Linked DNA regions of Sus scrofa: region 2 is linked to region 1. The links are chromatin contacts, called in public HiChIP or PLAC-seq maps. All regions are on one chromosome and are shown on one strand. Each heading gives the region's core, a stretch centred on a gene start, on an enhancer-like site or on the middle of the called end of the contact. The rest is flanking DNA. Distances are from core to core; before and after follow the strand shown. Region 1 holds the start of SPA17 (sperm surface protein Sp17). Region 2 holds the start of EI24 (etoposide-induced protein 2.4 homolog).

The links. HiChIP or PLAC-seq counts read pairs in DNA pulled down with a chosen protein or histone mark.
Region 2: an H3K27ac HiChIP or PLAC-seq map of skeletal muscle shows a contact between it and region 1, with 6 times the contacts expected there. The contact joins the promoter of EI24 here to the promoter of SPA17 in region 1. A contact is called at or near these places in 1 of 5 promoter capture datasets (fetal skeletal muscle) and 1 of 2 datasets of contacts at active chromatin or transcription factors (skeletal muscle).

The regions. Positions count from the first base shown.
Region 1 is chr9:51,917,384-51,921,610 of Sscrofa11.1, forward strand. SPA17 (sperm surface protein Sp17) reads left to right here and starts at 1,533. Exons shown (of 5, transcript XM_003130022.3): 1 at 1,533-1,677; 2 at 2,750-2,930. The coding sequence starts at 2,777. SIAE (sialate O-acetylesterase) reads right to left here and starts at 1,591. Exons shown (of 10, transcript XM_013979526.2): 1 at 1,347-1,591. The coding sequence starts at 1,413.
Region 2 is chr9:52,702,645-52,706,981 of Sscrofa11.1, forward strand. It overlaps EI24 (etoposide-induced protein 2.4 homolog), which reads left to right and starts at 1,916. Exons shown (of 12, transcript XR_002335716.1): 1 at 1,916-2,079.

The sequences.
Region 1 (4,227 bases), core at 283-2,782:
ATGATAAAATAGTAATATTAAAGTTAACAGCCTTTAACAGAAAAACTATAAAATAACAATCCTGCTCTCTTCTTTTCCTTTTCCCCACCTAATATACTGGACTCAAAACTCACCAAGTGGGGACAAAAGTCAGGAAATGATACACAGAGTGCTGCTAGTTTACACTTTTGATAAACCCTGAAGAACCATTTATGGGCTGCAGTTTGTCTGCATCTGGGCACTGTGTGGGTTCTTAGGCAGAGCTGCAGTCATTTTTCTTGACTCTGTTCTCCCACCTCAACTTTTTTTTTTTTTTTTTTTTTTTTTTTTGGTCTTTTTGCCATTTCTTGGGCCGCTCCCGTGGCATATGTAGATTCCAGGTTAGGGGTCCAATCGGAGCTGTAGCCACCGGCCTACGCCAGAGCCACAGCAACGCTGGATCCGAGCCACGTCTGCAACCTACACCACAGCTCACGGCAACGCTGGATCCTTAACCCACTGAGCAAGGGCAGGGATCAAACCCGCAACCTCACGGTTCCTAGTCGGATTCGTTAACCACTGAGCCACGACGGGAACTCCTCAACTTTCCTTTCTTAACAGGGACCTTTGGGGTCCACTATTTGAGTGGTCGGATAAAGAAGGGGGAAAAAAAAAAAAAATCCAGCATTATCCCTTTACTTGCATTTCTGGACAAGGTCCCTCTTCTGGTTTCTCCATGGCTGTGACCCAGCGTCCAGCCCGGGGTATTCAAACGAAACAATATATGACCTGAACAATAGTCAAAGTGAGTCACCCTCCTCCTCAATGCCACGCATATTATCCCACCACCAATATCTGCGAGCTGCAGCAGGAATCAAAGCTGAGTCTTAAATATTCTGAGCTAGTGAGGGGGTTGTATTTCTTAGCCCTAATCACCACTTAAAACTAGTAAAATTTAATTCCCCCAAGGAACCCAGCCTGAAGGAAACCCTCCCCAAGGGTGCCACTGAGGGGGCAGCACTGAAATGTTTGGGATGACTGAGTCATCAGTTTCCAAATATTATCTAACTAGCTTCGCCCCCTCCCCTTCGAGTTCCCCTGCAATTATTCAGAGACACTAAGGGCCTCGGTCTGAGCACATTTGGGCTTTCCCTCGCTTAGATAAACCCAACTCTCCCACTCCCTGCATCATAAAGGCAGTGGAAGGGAGTGGAGAAAGAGGACGGGCCGGGGCAGCCTAGGCCTTGCAAGGAGAACCAGGCTTCGGCCCGGGGTTCCGTCCCAGACCTACAGAAGGGGACTCGGGGGCCGTCCTACGGAGTAACTCAGAGTCCGCATAGGCGGACGGGCGGACAGGGGTCGGCCCGAGCCGAGCCCGGCCGCCTCACCTGCACTTGCGTCGGCCGGCAAGAGTAACGACAGCACCAACCCAAACACAAACCCCAGAGCGACCATGTTTGCGAGGAGGGCGCACCCCTGCGCCGCCGGGGCGGTGCGGACGCCAGCAGAGGTGGAGCCTTGTGGGCGGGGCCTGCGCAGGGCCGATAAGGTCAGACTCCGCCCTTCTCAGGTCATTAATTCCGCGAAGCCGTCCGCGGCCGCCGGGCTGGCCCTTGCTCTCCTCGGCCGCCGTAGTTGAATGGTTTGAGGGGGAACGGTTTCCCGGCAACGAGAAAAAACAACCGGAACTTTCAGCTCCAGCTCAGAGCGATTGAAGAGGTGAGGCGGTTTACCCCATTTCCTCTCCGAAATCGAGACGTCGCTTTCCCCTTCGCCTCTCTTATTCTCTCAGGGTCCCCGCCGCATTCTGGGAAACTTAGGGAAAACTGGCCCCCAAGCAGCCCATTCTGCTAGTGTGAAATCCCAGATCCTCGACGTCGCGCCTCAGACTAGACCTGTGTTCCCCCTGCGACCCCTCTCCTCGCCCCACCTTGGTTGAGGGTCTCTACCTTTTCACCTTAGAATGATTTAATACCCCATCTCCTGTTCCCTCAAAAAGAGAAAGGGAAAAAATCTTTACAGATTGGGCCTCACTAAACCACGTAGTCCCAACCTAGACCCCGACCCTACCTTACTCGGCAGCGTTGACACAAACAAGCCAGGTCTCTGAGTGTTATTTGAACACTGAGTAGCCCAACATGCTGCCTAGCAGCTATTCTTACCTAGCTCTGGTATTCCAAGATAGGAAAAGAAACCTGTTCAAGATGAATCCAGAAAATATAAGACTCCCCAAACATTGAAGACTGGAATTGCAAAATCATGACCTTGCCCCCAGCACCCCCGCCCCGTTGCCCCTTCCAGAGTATACAGATGCTTCGACGAGGCATTGCAGGTCATGCAGCAGAAGTGAAAGCTAAGGGAAAGACTGTGTGAAACTTATTCGACAAGTTAGTTTTAACAAGGACTAGTTTTTTTGTTTTTTAATTTTAGACCCTTAACAGGGCCTTTTCGGCAATTTAAGATGAATTTATAATAATCACTCTAAATCCCCGTGGGATAGCAGAAATTACTCTGTCTTCAAAAGACAGAGTGAGAAAAAATACTTATTATAGTGAAAAATCTGTGATTTTTGTAATTTTAAAAAATGATTTACCTATTAAATTAGACTGTTAACAGTCTAATAAGGGAAAATTTCAAAAATCTTTGGAAGCAATGGATAGACTTGGGTTGGGTTGGGGGTAAAAAGGATTGAAGTCCAGAAGTTTGGGGTCTCAGAAATAATTTGTCATAGTTGTGGTTATATAAGTAAAATAAGACAAATTTAAAAACAGTATCTTTAACGAATCTCTAGGTACAATAGACAGTTCCTTCCAAGGAGATGTCGATTCCATTCTCCAACACCCACTACCGAATTCCACAAGGATTTGGGAATCTACTTGAAGGGCTCACACGCGAGATTCTGAGGGAGCAACCCGACAATATACCAGCTTTTGCAGCAGCATATTTTGAGAATCTTCTAGAGAAAAGAGAGAGTAAGCTTTTTTTAAAATAGGCATTGGAAAAAAAGAGACTAAGCCTTTGATTATGGTAAAACTTGCTTAAGACCATTCCTATTACACAGAAAGCCTTTATGAGGCAGATAGCTTTAACAGTTATTGCTTTTTAAAACAGCATGTGCCTTTTTGGCAGATTCTCTTATGTCACATTCCACCTTATGGAAGGTTACCAGTTTATCACAGACTTTCTTCACTGTATTTCTCATGAACACATGCAGTGGAAGGGGAGGTCGGGAGAACATTCAGCCCAGCTCTCCATTTTCCAGCATGCTGTCCACCTACATCCTGGGCAGTTGACTGTCTGTTCTTCGTAAGAGGAGTTTGTGGTTTTCTTTACATTTTGACTCTTCTTACTCAAAAAGTATTATTAAGTATTGCAAAAAATAATAATTCTGTGCTCCTTAGATTAAATAAGTTGGTATTCACGGGAGTATATGAAACTGCTCCTCAAAAAAGGCGCACAGAAAAACTGCTTTTGAAAAGAAAACTTTTCAAAAAACTTCAGCTTGGGAAGGTGATTTATATTCTTTTTCTGTATTTCCAAGGTCCCATCCTGTCCAGAGACAGTGACTCTATGATTGAAAGCCAAAGCATAGTTTCTTTGCTTCCATAAATAAAATTTCCACATTCCCAGCCTTGAAGGTCTTTGACTATCAAGACCTGACTCACTGGTCAAAATGGAAATTATTACAGCTGTAGGTTTCTATTAAAAGCCCTAACTAGGGGAGTTCCCGTCGTGGGGCAGTGGTTAACGAATCCGACTAGGAACCATGAGGTTGCGGGTTCCATCCCTGCCCTTGCTCAGTGGGTTAACGATCCAGCGTTGCCGTGAGCTGTGGTGTAGGTTGCAGACGCGGCTTGGATCCTGAGTTGCTGTGGCTCTGGCGTAGGCCGGTGGCTACAGCTCAGATTCAACCCCTAGCCTGGGAACCTCCATATGCTGCGGGAGCGGCCCAAGAAATAACAACAACAACAAAAAAAAGACAAAAAGACCAAAAAAAAAAAAAAAAAAAAAAAAAAAAAAAGCCCTAACTAGGAGTTCCTGTCCTCCTGGCACAGCAGAAACGAATCCAACTAGGGACCATGAGGTTTTGGGTTCCATCCCTGGCCTCGCTCAGTGAGTTAAGGATCCGGCATTCCCCTGAGCTGTGGTGTAGGTTGCAGACTCGGCTTGAACCTGGCATTGCTGTGGCGTAGGCCAGCAGCAACAGCTCCAAATGGACCCCAAGCCTGGGAACCTCCATATGCCACGGGGTGCAGCCCTTAAAAAAAA
Region 2 (4,337 bases), core at 666-3,165, 790 kb after region 1:
AGCTAGAGCTCCGATTCAACCCCTAGCCTGGTAACCTCCATATGCTGCAGGTGCGGCCCTAAAAAGCAAAAAAAAAAAAAAAGAAAAAAAAGAAAAAAAAAGAAAGAAAGAAGGAAAAATTTCTTCTATGTAGTTCCTTATAATAAACAGTCGAATATATATTTCCTCATATTGATACTGGAAAGATGATATCAGAATCCGGGATCTTGTTCATAGCAGTGGAAGAGTGAACTCCTGAACACACAGGCAGCAAGCAAGCAAGGTCTTTATTAAAGAAAAGCAAATAGGAGTTCCCGTCGTGGCTCAGTGGTTAACAAATCCAACTAGGAACTACGAGGTTGTGGGTTTGATCCCTGGCCTTGCTCAGTGGGTTAAGGATCCGGCATTGCCGTGAGCTGTGGTATAGGTTGCATACGCAGCTAGGATCCCGAGTTGCTGTGGCTCTGGTGTAGGCTGGCGGCTACAGCTCCGATTCAACCCCTAGCCTGGGAACCTCCATGAGCCGGGGGAGAGGCCCAAGAAATGGCAAAAAGACAAAACAAAAAAGAGAAAACAGAAAAGCAAATAGCCTCCAGGACAGCTGGGAGAGGGGAGAAAAGCCCTCTTTCTCTATTGTCCTATAGGGATTTTATCTGTTAAAGGTGGGGAGGGGCACCAAAGTGGGCTCCAGAAAGATGTGGTTTTCTCCCATTGGCCTTGTTCGAATTACCTATATCAGTCTTTGTCCGATAGGGCTTTTGAGGTTGGAAAAGTCCAGAAAGTTCCATGGGCTTTTTTTTTGTCCTTTTCCTTCACCATTCGTCATTCCTTTTTTATCAGTTGAAGAGTGGGCTGAGACTCACATTTTCTATAGCAAAATCTGTGGGGAATGCGCATTTCTTATAATAAAACAAGGTGTGTGGAGATGTTAACTCCCTGGAGCCCTTAAGCCACAAATGTTAATCAGTGGCCATATCAAAGAATGCATCGAAGCCCATGCTCCTACACCGACTACCTGAGTTAATATTCTGCCTCAATATGGGGCCAAAAAGAAGTTTAGGAATGTCTCCTCTTTGTAATGACTTTAGTCATTGTGTAAATCAAGCAATAGACTTATAACAAAAGGAAAATTGAGTGGATATTCATAGATCTTTTCCCAGGGAGAAGAGAGTTAGGATGCCTGAGTATTTGTTCTGCCACTGACTTTGAGTAAATTAGTTCACATCTGAGCTTACATTATGTAAGACTATACTAAATAGCTGTAAAAACCGGATTCTTTAAGTGGCCCTAGGGGTAGCAAGTCTAAGCACAGCTAGAGGTGAAGGAAAATAGAAGTGGAAAGAAGAAATGGGGAGTGAGATACAGAAAGCTGGGAACAGGGGAGAAAAAGTTTATATGTGAGACTTGATGGTTCAGTATCAAGAAATTGCTGTCCCTGGGGTAGAGACGGCCTGGTGGGAATAGAGATGGAAAACAGTTTTATTTCTCTTTGCTTTACCCTTGTTAACTCAGTCAACACTTTGCTGTCAGAGTACATGCCTTATGTAGCCGAGGGCATGGCGGCTTGACCTATTCTTAATCACTGTATTCTTATTCATTCAGTGAGCTTGATTTAAACACCTGATGGCTTACTACCCTTTGGTTACTTTAATAAATCTCCAAGAAAAAAGACCAAGATGACTTCTGCATTATATTGTTCCGTGGTTAGACTTCAAAAGAGAAGAACAAGCAGCCCTGGGGAATATATGGGAGAGGGCAAAGCACAAGACATGCTATCAGAAAGGATGGCATCCCACCTCGGCGGGTGAACTGCCTCCCAGGAAGCGGCGCGGATCTGGCGGGCACGGTGAAAGGACTGCATTTCCCAGGCTCCGTCGCCCTCGAGGCCCCGCCCCCTTCGCCCAGGCTGCTGGACTCGGCTCCCTCCCGACTTCCCAGCGGCCCCGTGCGGCCCGGGCATGCCCAGTGCGGGCACAGCGGCCCCGGCCCTGGGAGCGCCCGGGCGGGAGCTGGCGGCTGGGCGCCGAGAGGCGCGGAGAAGCGGAGTGGGCCTGCGGAGGGCGAGGAACAGAGCCAGAGCCGTGGCGGCGAAGCTGCGGGGTAAGTGCAGCTCGGCGGAGCCAGGCCCTGGCGCCGCTCATTCTATGCGTAGTAGGGGTGGCAGGGGGTAGTGAGGGCGTGTGAGGGCAGCAGGGCCCGGGTATGGGGCCGAGAGGTGCGGACAGGGACTTCGGGAGAAGACCCTTGGAGGGAACCTTGCTGCGGCGTCTGGGTAGGGCCGGGGCGCGGGACACAGCCCGCAGCCATAGGCAAGCCTCTTCCCAGGTGCGGCGCGGCTATCTTTAGCTCCCGTATGATGGGAGATGAGCGTGCCCCGCGCCTCGTGCACGACTGTGGCTGCGGAGGGAGCCCAGCTTCCAGTTGGAATTGCCAAGTAGCTGCGGGGGAAGACCGGTCTGAAGGGACCATGGGGACCCCTGGGCTCTTAGCAGTCCCGGGAGCCTGGTGGGAAGTGAAGATGCTTACCTTTAGTGCACCTGCAGTAGGGATCTGACAGCCTCTTGCTTTCCGCGCTTGGGTTTAGCGACTTAGAAATGAAAGTACAGGGCTGTTCCTCAGTAGATGCTTAATAAGTTCTCATGACTGTTGTAGGAATTTAGCGGCCAGCCTCATGTACAGGCTTAAGAGACATTTTTGTCCAAGGGATGCTCGAGTTAAACAAAAATCCTCATTGCAGAGCTTGAGTAAAATGACCGGATTGAGGGGTTAGAACGCCGAGGGTTTGACGTTCGCTGTAGCCTTTGACGTGTTGTCATCTTGGGCAAGCCATTTAACTTCAGAGGCTCGGTTCCTCCCTCTGTAAAACGATGTGGACCAAGCGCATCTGGTTTCCTTCCACCGTAGTTGGATGGTTCCCTCCTTGTCTGGTCTCAAATTGTGGCAGGTTGCTTTTCTCCATGCCTCAGCTTTTTGTCAAACCGGATCATTGACCAAATATTTCTGTAGGAAGGCTGCTAGAATCTTCACATAAAATCGAAGTGACTTGTCCTTCAAAGGCCACAGTTGTCAGTAGGTAACCTTCCACTTGGTACTTTGCAGAAGCCAGGTGTTAATGGCCATGGTTCAGATAACACAGCTATTCTCCTTGGATTAGGACCATCGTTTCTCAAACTGTCAGTGCCCTGTGAGAAATCCAGACTAAGTAACTGGCTTCCTTAAACTCCCAAACTAGCTCATTCTGTAGTGGGATTATGTTTCTATAGAAGTTAAGTTTTTATTTTCACGTTATTGAGCTTTATACTCAAAACCCATGAAGAATTTTTAATACCTTTAATTTACAGATGAGGAAGCAGCTGGAAAAGAATGAATCCCTGATAATCTTTAGAATCCCTGATAATCTTTAGAAACTAGTGTCATAATTGAGCCTTAGCTATTCACCTGGCAGTGAGTTTTATCACTCAGGCCTTTTTGTTTTTAAGTGGAAACATTAACAAAAGTTTCTTACCCTTAGAGACCTCTCTGCCTGAGTGAGTGAATCTGTGTAGGACTTGACCCAAGGAGTAGATGGTATATGTACAGTGTTGTGCAAATGGCCTTCTTACTACTATATCCCCTGATCTTCCTGTTCTGGGTGGCAGTAGTCCAGTTGGGTCAGTAAAGTACAGTTGGTGAAGTGGTCATCAGGGAAACTGTGATTATGTTTTGAAATTTGAGGTTTATTTAAGCTGCCTGTGAAATTGTCATTAGGGTCTATTTTTTTAATTGAAGATACCCTAGATTGGTTTAGTCAGGTTTGAAAATTTTAGAATCCCAAGTTCTTAATTAAATTTTTGATATTGGTTTTTTCCATTCACCTTAAACACATAGTGTTTTAAGAATAGTGTTTTCAGAATATATATACATGTGAACTTTCAAGTTATTTTATGAAGCTAGATTTCTAGCTCACCTAAGAAATAAATAAAATGGGAAGGCTGTAGTTAAAGAATATTTATACATGTGAACTTCACTTTTTGGTCTGGTTTAAAATTAATTATTTTTTGCCTGCTTGTTAAAATTGTGCATGTATGTATATATTTAAAGTTGGAAAACAAGAAAGGCATATTTATGGGTCTTTGGGAGAAATTTCATATCATACGTTAAATTTACATGGATTCTGAAAAGCCTGTGTGTGAAGTACATATTTAGTAATTTTTGTTAGAACTTTCATCTTGTTCTTGCATTTGCATTCAAGTAATAAATATTGCTTAAGAGGATGTTGAAGTGTAATTATCACCCATCTCAAAATCTCAAATCTCCAAAATACATGGGACATGGAGGGATAGTTAGGGATGTCAAGGTCCAGAGAAGACACTACTCCA